Linked DNA regions of Zea mays: region 1 is linked to region 2. A link is a contact called in public Hi-C data. All regions are on one chromosome and are shown on one strand. The core of a region is the stretch at or near the end of the contact, and the rest is flanking DNA. Distances in the headings are between cores, read along the strand shown. Region 1 overlaps LOC100274092 (dolichyl-diphosphooligosaccharide--protein glycosyltransferase 48 kDasubunit). Region 2 has its middle 28 kb from the start of z1B_1.

Evidence for each region. Hi-C and Micro-C count contacts between places; a contact is called where the count stands out from the background.
Region 1: a Hi-C map of tassel shows a contact between it and region 2, with 4 times the contacts expected there. The contact joins two enhancer-like sites. A contact is called at or near these places in 3 of 25 Hi-C or Micro-C datasets (endosperm, leaf and tassel) and 1 of 3 datasets of contacts at active chromatin or transcription factors (leaf).

What each region holds. Positions count from the first base shown.
Region 1 is chr7:19,598,455-19,604,223 of Zm-B73-REFERENCE-NAM-5.0, forward strand. LOC100274092 (dolichyl-diphosphooligosaccharide--protein glycosyltransferase 48 kDasubunit) reads right to left here. Exons shown (of 13, transcript NM_001148471.1): 8 at 4,258-4,333; 9 at 4,088-4,159; 10 at 3,884-4,009; 11 at 3,690-3,794; 12 at 3,505-3,588; 13 at 2,830-3,187. The coding sequence ends at 3,140. Among protein-coding and RNA genes, the nearest start is that of LOC100274092, 11 kb to the right of the region's middle. Within about 2 kb of position 1,882, at least 6 of the 20 cell types and tissues checked have an H3K27ac peak or open chromatin away from gene starts, as enhancers often do. A contact at or near this core is called in leaf and tassel, where this site is marked.
Region 2 is chr7:19,295,915-19,301,277 of Zm-B73-REFERENCE-NAM-5.0, forward strand. No RefSeq gene overlaps it. Among protein-coding and RNA genes, the nearest start is that of z1B_1, 28 kb to the left of the region's middle. Within about 2 kb of position 3,682, at least 18 of the 20 cell types and tissues checked have an H3K27ac peak or open chromatin away from gene starts, as enhancers often do. A contact at or near this core is called in leaf and tassel, where this site is marked.

The DNA.
Region 1 (5,769 bases), core at 632-3,131, 300 kb after region 2:
AGGTACGACATTGATAGGCTATGTCTAACATAGTCTATTTTATTTTTTTCAAAAAAAATATCAATATCGTACTTGAATATAGAGTATAAAACACAAAAATATGTTATGTTCCCTAGATAGTGTATATGTTCTGTTGGCTAGAAAAGTGTGAATGTAAAGCCAATAACCATAAATAAAACATCCACATGTCCACAATTTAGGATGTGTTTGATTTACTACTTTTGTCCCTATAACAATCCACAGCGCAATCGTGTCACGTTGCTTCGTGTTTGGTTGGGTTGTACCAGAGCTGTTAACAGGGGATCTGATTTAGACCCGTGCAACTTAGTTTCCGCCCGCCTCCCTATGCTACCTGATGCCACTTCCGCAGCTTCTCTCCACTAGCTACCGCCAAACAAAAAACATTAATCGTTACGATGTAACAACTACTAGGGGCAGTCGATCACATTGTTGTTACGGTGTTACCTCTGGTTTGGATGAACCAAACAGCACCTTACTATCATAGGTCGTCAGGCCATAGGCCGATCTGCAAAAAAAAGGAAGGGGAGCAGGGAGATATAGATCTTCCAATCTTCTATCCAGATTTGTTGCTAGTTAAAGGGGGAGAACGAAATTGGCTCTATAGGCTACGCACAAAATGTAAACATGCTATTAAACGATAAAAATGTGTACGGTAACTTTTATCCAAATGACAATTTACAATGTGAGTTTAGCATCAGATACATTAAAGCATTCGGTACGCTAATTATAAAATGTTTCTCGTTGTTCGCAAAGCTTCCATCAATAACTTATAAAAGGTTCGGTAAAATAGAGATTGTTATTCTCGTCCCCTAAACCTAACACACTTCTGACCGTTCCCTAAGACTGCATGCAACGGCTCCCGCCGGCCACTCCCTCCCCTTTAGGGGACTTTTTTTTGCTGCAATGATAGCCGTCAAATCATCCTCTACGCGCTACAGTGGTGACGGAAACCACATGACACTGCCAGAAGCAGGGGAGCAGCAGCACGCCCCTAGCGTGGATCTGCGTGTAGAGATGCCCAAACGGGCGGCCCGGCCCGGCACGGCACGGGCCCGTCAGGCCCGACGGTTAATCGGGCCGTGCCCGGCCGGCCCGCGTGCCGCAACCGCGGCCCAGGCACGGCACGGCGGCCTGGTGGTCGTGCCGGGCCGGCCCGTTTAACTGGTCACGTTCTCCCATTAATTCAAGGAAATAGCAAAAAAACCATGTTTTTGTGAGGATTTGAACCCGCAACCTCACTCTATGAGGCTGAAACGCTTAACTGAAGGACACTAACCAGTATAACTCAAGTGCGTTTGTTGTAAATAGCTAATATAAAATGTAAATATATATATACTATGTTTTATAAAATAAAAAATATATAATCGTGCCGGGCCGGGCCAGCACTGCGGGCCGAGACAGCGGCCCAAGCACGGCACGGTTCTCGTACCGGGCCGGGCCCGGCACTATTAAACGGGCCGTGCTTCGGGCCGGCCCGTTAGGCACGGCCCATTTGGCCATCTATATCTGCGTGCATATCAGGAGTTGTTAGTTGGAGAAAAATAGATAAATGATGATAGATAGGTATAAAAAATGATATTTTATGGTTGAAGTGAGGTATAATGAGAGAATTTAGGAGAAACAGCTGCGGGAGTAAGAAAAGTAAGAGATAAAATGTTGACGATGTGATGCAAAAAAAATAATACAGTGAAACAGCTGCAAATAGCCTAAGGCTCTGTTCGGTTTTTAGGGATTGGAGCCTCGGATTGATTTCTACTGAAATTACTTCTCTAATTTATATAGATTTTGATGAGCTGAAACGAATCCTGTCTTATTACTGTACAACCGAACGGCCCCAAAGCTTCTCTCCCTATTCCCTCCCGCCGCTCGTTGTACGTGTCTCTGGTTACAGCAAAAGCAGCCGGTCCACACGTTCAGGTTCACGTGAACACAAAAAAAATCTCCACCACGTCAAAATGTAGTTGTAAAACATATTTAATAGTTTTAATATAAATAATATTTTACATTCTACGTACTCATACAGTTTTCGCATTGCGTTCTCATGCGATTATCAAAAAATGTCAAATTTCAAAAAAAAAGTTTACTTAATTTTTCCATACTAGGTTAAATTTGTTTTTAAATGTATATTACAAAACAATCAATATAGTATATAGTTTCTGTCATCACTGTAGATATAGAGAACCGGATTTAGTAAACGTTGCTGGAGATGAGGAAATATAGAGAAAGAAATCTTTTAGAGTATGGTGTATAGGACAGTGAATATATTTTTAGAAGATGAAATTTAGAGAACGTTGTTGAAGACCAATAAATATTAAGATGTTGTTTGGTTTACTAAAATGTAACATAATAATGATTCACAATCAAGTACTAGCAATAATAAGTTTGAATAGAATGCTATCAATTTCATTCTATCAATTTCTAGTGTGATATCTAATTACAGTTAAACTTAAATAAACATGGTTTAACGTTATCAATTACCCATTACATGACAAATGTACATGACAAATGTGAACCAAACGGCACCTAAAATGCATCCACTGCCCGAGAAAATGCTCATATAACATTACAAATTTCGAATTCTGTACATGAAGCGGCATGTTTAGTGCACTCTTCGAGCATTCATGTTCAACAAGCCCGTGAAAAAAAATACGTGCATGGCATGTTTAGTGCACTCTTCGAGCATCATGTTCAATAAGCCCGTGAAAAAAAATACGTGCGTCCAGGTTATAAACACGAACAATTGCGGAAGTATAATAGGCAGACTTTGAAGTCCACACCCAGGATCAGAAATCAGAACTGGGCACGAGTGCAAAATTACTGGGGGTGTAGTACTTCCAAAATCACGTTTCAGTGCTATAGACTGTAAACGTTCTGACAAGTGCTGATCAGAAAGGGTCCAAGAAAGAAAAAAAAGAAGTGGGGGCAGATCGAACATCCTAGCACGAGTAAATTTCCCATGAGTGCGGTCACGGTCGTCAAATGTTATCTAAGTTGGCAGTACAAAAACATGGTTCCATAAAATTGGCGCCGGGTAACTCTTGGCTTATAGCACAACATTCAGTGCCCACAGATCTTGGTCACGTCAGCCTCCAGAGACTTGTGCGCTCCCATGAGTCCTTTATTTGTGGTACAGGTACACAAACGAGAATACGAAGAAAGCACCCATCTGCAACGAGGAAGAAATGAGAGAGGTGATACATAGAGCTAATCCAGAGCTTACATGCTCTCTCAATACATGTGGATTGAAGTGGGGAATGGACTTGTTTCCCTGTCAATAGCTACCAATGCATATGGACTGGAGAGGATTATCATCTATTCAAACTAGGCCGTAAGAAAAAACAAGGCTAGGTAGTTATACACGATTCAACCTATGAAACGATCTACGCAAGTGAATTTTAATGATAAAGCTCATAGAGGTGAAGCTGTAAAAGATGCAAAAAACAATTTCATTGTGTCTACTGAATAGAATACGGAAGATCTTACTGTTGAAAATGAGGCGGTGTAGTATGGGTACGCTGATGTTATGAATCTCTCATACTCATTATGTCTGTAAGGACGTACTGGAATCTGCAGCAGACAGAAACAGATTATCGAATGAGAAAAAGTCACAGAAAACGACTATACAAGTGGATGCAGCTTGAGTAAAGTAATTGTGTCAGGGGACTAACCTGCTTTGTAAAAGACAGACCAGTATATCCCAGTCTTTGGTACTCAACTTTGAACTGGAAAACTCCATAAACATCTGGAACTTTGAAGGTTGTTGAATACAAACCCTAAATTGGGAGAACATGATAGTTTAGCCACAGCAATCTGTCAGTCTCACAATATATTTTAATACAAAACATATTTAGTAAGTCCGCACCTTGTTGTCAGTCGACATAGTTTTCAGAACGTAAGGGCTCATCATGAAAAATTGAAGCTGCACATCATCAGCAACATACGGCTTCCAGCTTGTTCCGGACCATTCATAGATCTCAACAGAGTATTCCTGGATGGGGAGTTTTATATTAGCACATTTAACTTGTCATAGCTCAACAGCAAGTACACATCAAGGCAAAAGAATTACCAGGTCATCATTAATGCGGTACATGCCTGGTTCATTGGTCTCCCCAACCTTGTGATGCCTAACATTAACAGCCTGTGAATATGAACACAACAAAGGTTACACCATCCCTTTTATTTGAAAAACATCAATCCCCTAAATAAAACTATAATGGAATAATAAGGCAATATAACCTTTAGATGTCCCCTCTCATGGAAAACCCATTTGCTTATCTCTGCCACAAATTGCTCGTTTCCAGCTCTCTCATATCTGTACAATAGCATATAATAAATGAACTCCAGAAATATGTAAAAATAATAATGATAGGTTCGTTCTGTTCCAGGATATGTGGTACTATAATTTGTAAATATCCAACAACCAGCAATATGAAACTTTGCAATCTATGCTACAACGCAAAGAGTATAACATGCTCAAACATCCTTTTTAATATGACATCACCCAATATCTCATGTTAGGGTGTGTCCTCAATTTCAAGATTCGACACCCAATTCACGTGCCTTTCAGGATTTGACACCCTGACCCACATGTCGATAACTCATAGTGACCCCACATGTCATTGTGATAGCGGTGTTAAATCATGAAAGGCATGTGATTTGGGTGTCAAATATCAAAATATCTCGATTCTGTTAGAGTGTAGCGAAAGGGCCTCTAGCGTAATGGTTAAGGCTTCCGAGTAGCACCTCTAGGTCCTAGGTTCGATCCACCTCGGAGGCGAATTTTTGACTTGGTTGTCCCAACGGGAACCCTAGATCGGGATCCGACTCCACCTACAAGCGCCATTGGAGGATGAGATCCACCACCGACCGACGAGGAGGATCCCCAACCTCTACCTCGACAGAACACACAGCGAGGAGGGGACTACGAAGGAGGCGGGTCTGCAAGGCAAGACACTGCCGCCATCGTAGCCAGCCAACCACGGCCATTGTTAGACTACCCGTCTAGGAGTCTAGGGTTTGGGTTGTAATTACCGTCTCACCCCTCACTGTAATGGGCCTGCATGGGTTCAGTTTCCAACATGGTATCATCAGTCTAGGTTTAGGTTTTCTGTTTCCTGTCCTACAGCCGCCAGGGGCATCCTCTCCCCTGCGCAGCCGCCAGGGGCTCATCTCCCCTGCCGCCGATTCCTCTCCCTCCTCTCCCCTGCGTCGGCCGCCGGCACCCAGCCAGCGTCCGCGCCCACCGCCGACCTCCCTCCTCTCCCTCCCAGCCGCCGGCTCCACCGCCGGTCCCCTGCCCAGGCGCGGAGCGCCCCTCTGCCCACGCATCCCGTCGCCCCTCCCCTGCGCGCTCGTCGCGCCCAGGGCCTCTGCCCCTGCGCGTCCGCCGCCGCCGGCCTTCCCCCTGGGTGCGGCGCCCGACGTCCCACCTCCGGTCTTCCCCACGCATCCCGTCGCCCCTCCCCTGCGCGCTCGTCGCGCCCAGGGCCTCTGCCCCTGCGCGTCCGCCGCCGCCGACCTTCCCCCTGGGTGCGGCGCCCGACGTCCCACCTCCGGTCTTCCCTCTTCCCCGACGTCCCACCTCGACCAGGCACCAGGCCTGCAGGGAGCGGCGCCCGACGTCCCTGCACCACCTCGACCAGGCGCCAGGCCAGGCCGCGCCCCTCTTCCCTGCGACTCCGCCGCCATGGACGACAGCACCACTGCCGCCACCGGCACCATCGTTCCCGCTGCGATCGGCAGCGAGAC
Region 2 (5,363 bases), core at 2,432-4,931:
ACATGCATGTTGTAATCATTTGGTACCTAAATACCTAGACATAAGAAGAGCGGTCATCTCATGAGAGTCCCTAAATAAACTACTAGAACACCAAATAAATAGTAGTTTTTTCTAGAACAGATTTTTTTTATACTCATTAGCCAGGAAAAAGTGGTGAATTGTGCCTTCCTTCTCTTATGCTACATGCTCTTTCTGCAAGTGTCACTATCACAACCATTATCCCTTGAGTAGTACCAACTACATAATTCCATCGTATGTAGCTCCTAGTAGTTACACCTATGGGAATTAAAAACTCGATCCTGCAATTCAACATATGCTCATGCCTACATGTTTGTTCCTTATACATGTGCTGAAGACAATCATCAGTGCCTGTCATCGCACTACAGTCTGCAAATGATGACCCATTATTACTGATGCCCATTTTGTTAGCATGATTAATCTCCAATTATGATTGAGGAGACATCATCTTAGGTTGATTGTGTGCACTGCACTTCCTGGTGCAATTATGGGCTTATCTGTCACGCCCGGTTTTAGAAGGTAAACCGGATGCGAACCATGTACGTGCCAGGATCATAACTCACATACATAACGATTACATAAATGACTCATCATAGCACAATGCTTCGAATAATTATAAAGAGTAAGTAATAATATTACAGACTAGAGTCATTTACATAATATAAATCAAAGTGCACATAATAGAAACATAGACAACGTAAATAAACCCACCGCAGGCAGCTGACTGGGGGAGGTTGCTAGTCTAATCCTCGAACACATCAAAGTCCTGGAACTCCTAGAGATTCGCCTCGACGCCTTCTTCTTTACCTGAGCATAGGTTGCACCAAAGGCAACCTAGTGTTTTGTGAAAGCAATGGTGAGTACACATCAACGTACTCAGCGAATGTCCCATTTGGCTGAAGTGGACTAGCTTTATGTGGAGTTAGACTGAAAGCAGGTCGCTTTTACTTTGTCAAGTTTTATTCTTTAATATGAGCCAAGTTTTATCATTAAACCCAAGTTATCATCCCAAAGAGTACCTCCTCAGAGGAAATACCATAATCCACTATCAGAATCATCATTAATAGAACCATCATCGTCATCTATAATCATTGTATCTTAGATCATCTGTAACTCTAATCAAAGAGAATCCCAAGGCCGCCCTTAACCGTGAGCATGACTGATATATCAATTTCATAACACTCTGTAGAGGTTACACACTTTACATATAAGCCATGATTCCCTTTCTGCCCGAGGATCATAACTCCCCATTGATCACTTCTAAGGTGAACTAGCAGGGTCTCACTACGTGGATGTTCCCTAGGGTCCTCACTATGCTAATGGTAGAAATGACCACTGCATAGATACCATCTGAGTACCCAAGCCTATACCCTCTGCCCTTAGGAAAAAGCCATGGGAACGACGCCCGTACCTAGATCCCTGGGCGAGAATATAAGATTCATAATAGATGCCTCCGTCCCCAATGACCAAAACAAGCACCCAACATAAAACTTCCCTAATTACTTGGCCAAGAGTGTCCCATACCATCCTCACGGTTGAACTGTTTTCCCAGGTGGTCTCTCAGTGAAGAGGTCCTTATGGAGAGGTACTCGGGAAACAGCCTAAGTCCCCTTCAGTGCCACAAATTCATCATCATTTGCAGAATAAAATCATTGTATCATAATTGTATCTCATCATGTTCATTGATTAAAGTAGAGCACTAGCATAAAGCTAACCACAACAACCCAAAAGGTAATCAAGGACAAGGTGAACAGAAAGCTAGTAAATCCTTAGGTTTCAATTATGTAATATGGGGAAATGAATTATCATGTGAATATGACATAAGTAGGTCAGAGGACACTTGTCTTCACCAAACATATGCTCAAGGTCTTCAACCTTGTAGAACATGAAGAGCTCGATCTCATGATCACCAAAGCTTGATCGTCGATTCGCAGAAGTTTGGGAACGGATCACGTTCTATTCGCGACATGCAGCGAACACAAATAGGCACAATTAAACAAACATGTACATGCATAAGAACATTACACCATACAAGGGAAAGCATTATAAACATGTAATACCAAATAGAATTCGCTTCTACAGTCACGCGAGAAAAGAAACACCGAAATCGAAGCTACTGTTCAAAAGTTATAACTTCTGGAAGGTCTACGTGATTAAACACGTAAATAATTAATTCAGAATGTACGTGATATGTAGAAGCGCTAATCGACATCACATCAAACATAAATTCAAATGTTTTAATTAGCACAATTACATTAACATATATTTTCAAAATGTTTAACTAAAATTATGATTTTTTCGATAAAACAACTATTTTATTAGCCATTAGACAAATTAATGATTAATTAATTAAATAAAACATGTGACACATAATATATTGAATAAATAACAATTCGGAGATGTAACACTCAAAATTCTGATTTTTGCGATTAGTAAAAGAAATCAAAGGAAAGTGTCCTAATAAATAATTATACTATGGATTTTTTAAAAAAATAAATATTAATATTAAAACAATGTCAGTTAAAATAAAATAGAAACATAAATTCAGTTTGTAAGTTATAAGAAATAAATAATAAAAATAGTTTAAATTTGTTAGAATGGATTATTTTCCTTCAAGTACTATTTTTTAGTAACTCTTGATAAATATTTGCTATTGGGTAAATATCTCCTTTACTAAATGTATATCCAGAGGCATTCATTTAAATAAGAAATAAATAAATAAACTTAAATTTCGCATTCATGCTAGATATTTTGATTGTGTATTAAATTTGAATTTTGAAACCTTAGCTCGGATTTGAATTTGAAATTTGTAAATCAAAATGAAAATAGGAAAAGAAAAGAAAAGGAACAAATCCCTGCTGTTGGGCTGAATTCCTTGGCTCGGCCCACTAGCTTCACCCGGCCCATTCCCGCTCTTACGCGCGCGGCCCGCCAGCAAACACACCCGCGCGCCTTGCGTCACCGCTGTGTGGACCCCGCTGGTCGGCCTCACGCCTGACGCGAACTCTCGGACCGGTGTGTCGAACAGGTAGGGACCATAGTCCAGGTTCTCTCTTCCACGATGCTGCGTTAGCCACTGTGTTGTGGGGCCATCCTATCGGATCGGTCTTCTTCACCCCGCACGGGCCGCTCGGGATAATGTGTGTGCCTCGATTCCGTGGCAGAGCCCCAGTCCCGCACACCAGAAATCTATTATTCTGGGGGGATCTCCGACGTGTGGGGCCGGCTCATCAGGTTTTTCTCCACGCTTGTACCCGTTTGCAAACAGCCACCGGAGTTCATGGGGTCCCGATCCAGCCTGACACCAATCGGCCTTTCCTCAAATCCGGAATATAATAAAAACCGCCCCTCCATAATCTCCTCGTCCATTGAATCTAATCGTCGTAGCAACCCAAGCCAAGAACACACGGGCAGGTGAGAGCGACCGAGAGAGAGCAGAGAGATGATCCGTCGTTGGGCATTCGCGCATTGGCCCTCGTCGGGGACTTGTGGTCGGGTCTCTGCGCCGCTGCTATGTTCAGCGAGATGGATGTCGACATCTGGACCGTTGATCTTCTGTAGTGCGGCTAGGATTAAATTCTTCCGTTACTGGTTGGGGTATGGAATCTGCACCGTCCGATCGGGAGAGAGCGGTTGAGATTAGTTTGAGCGTACCCCTTCGACCTATTGAATATGCGTCGTTCGATCTGGATCGGAGGACACTGACTGCGTACCGGTTCGTGAAGGCTATGATCTAATCCGATCCGTAGATTGGTGATCCAACGGTCGAGTAATAACCATACCCCTTCAACCCGGATAGTATGCAATTTAGCCCCTGCCCTTCTCTACAATTGAACCCGCCGTCCAAACACATTGAAAAATAAATTGCATATCAGTCCAAAACTTTACGGATTTGACCTTGGGCTTTTAAACAATAGGCACTGCAGTCCATTAAATATGGATTATTAATAAATTAGATCCGAAAATGATTTTTAGTGTTGAAATAATCCAAAAAGCCTGGAAAATTTATAACTTCCACGTTTTAACTCCGATTTAATCCCTCCAAATTGCGTTAGCTTCGTAATAAAATTATCTACACATTAGTAACCCTACTTTATCATGTAACACGTTTTTAAATAATTAATATGTTTACCCTAGGTTCATCGGATTAACTTCTCTAATTAGAATTAAAGTAATGTTTTCAGTCCCTAGTTATGATTTAGCTAAAATATGTCTTCTAATCAAGTTATAACTTGGATTAGAATTAAATTAATGGTTTCTTAGGAATATCTTTCTCACATGATTCATTAATCAACATAGACATAGTTTTCATATTCGATCACATAAAACTTATGAAAATCATAACTTTATAACCGTAACTCCGATTTTAGTGTTTGTTGAACCTAGATTTTCATTACGATGCGTAGGATATTATTATGTAGTTTGTTCTCATGTTTGGAGTGATGTTAATTTTTGCCTATACCATGTTTGTGTGTATTGCTACGACTAGCAGCGAGGTTACGAGTCATCTGAAGACTAAGTTGGTACCTGGAATCTCATGTCTAAGGCAAGTTGTGCCCTTGATCACTTTTCTTTACCCAATAATGTTTTTGTCAATCACTGTGACATGCTCAGGTTAATCTGATGGGACCTAATAGATTTTCCTAGACTTGTTTATCTCACACCTTATTTACCACTGAACTTTTGGGTAGTTATGCTATTGCTCTATCTGGTTTTGGCATTAATATTACATTATTACCATGTTCCAATGATACTATTGTTTTAATTGTTGTTCAAGTGAGATTATCTCATTATTCAAAAGACAATGTGTACTCCTTATTTTTCCCTCAGGGTTTTTAAGGAGATAATATTTTGGAGGATAAATTGTAGATTATCAAATGGACTTGGATTGATCAAGGGGGAGTATTACAAAATATTGTGTACAAAGTGATCAACTCCTCCCCTGGCAGTTTTCTCCCAAGGGACACACTCCTTGAGAGACACTGCATCCCTGTATATAAACAATCCTATCTACAATAAAGACAACAGTTACTCTGTCATTTCATTCTCTCTGTTTCTCTCTCCACTAGTTTTGCCACTAAGCACTGCAACAGTTTACAACAATAATAAAGCATACGCAATTTGAACGGGGCAAAACGGATGTTTAATGCAAAAGATACCGAGTTTTAATGAATTGAGCAATGTGGCTCAATCTGATTGGCCGAAGGCTGACCACACCTAGGGCTACAGGAAATGCGGCTGCAGACAATCTGATACAGTGGATCAAACGTGGCACAACCTCCTCTCTCCTCCACACAGCCACTCACGCAGTCACGCATGATTCTCTCCCAAACTGCAACTGCACG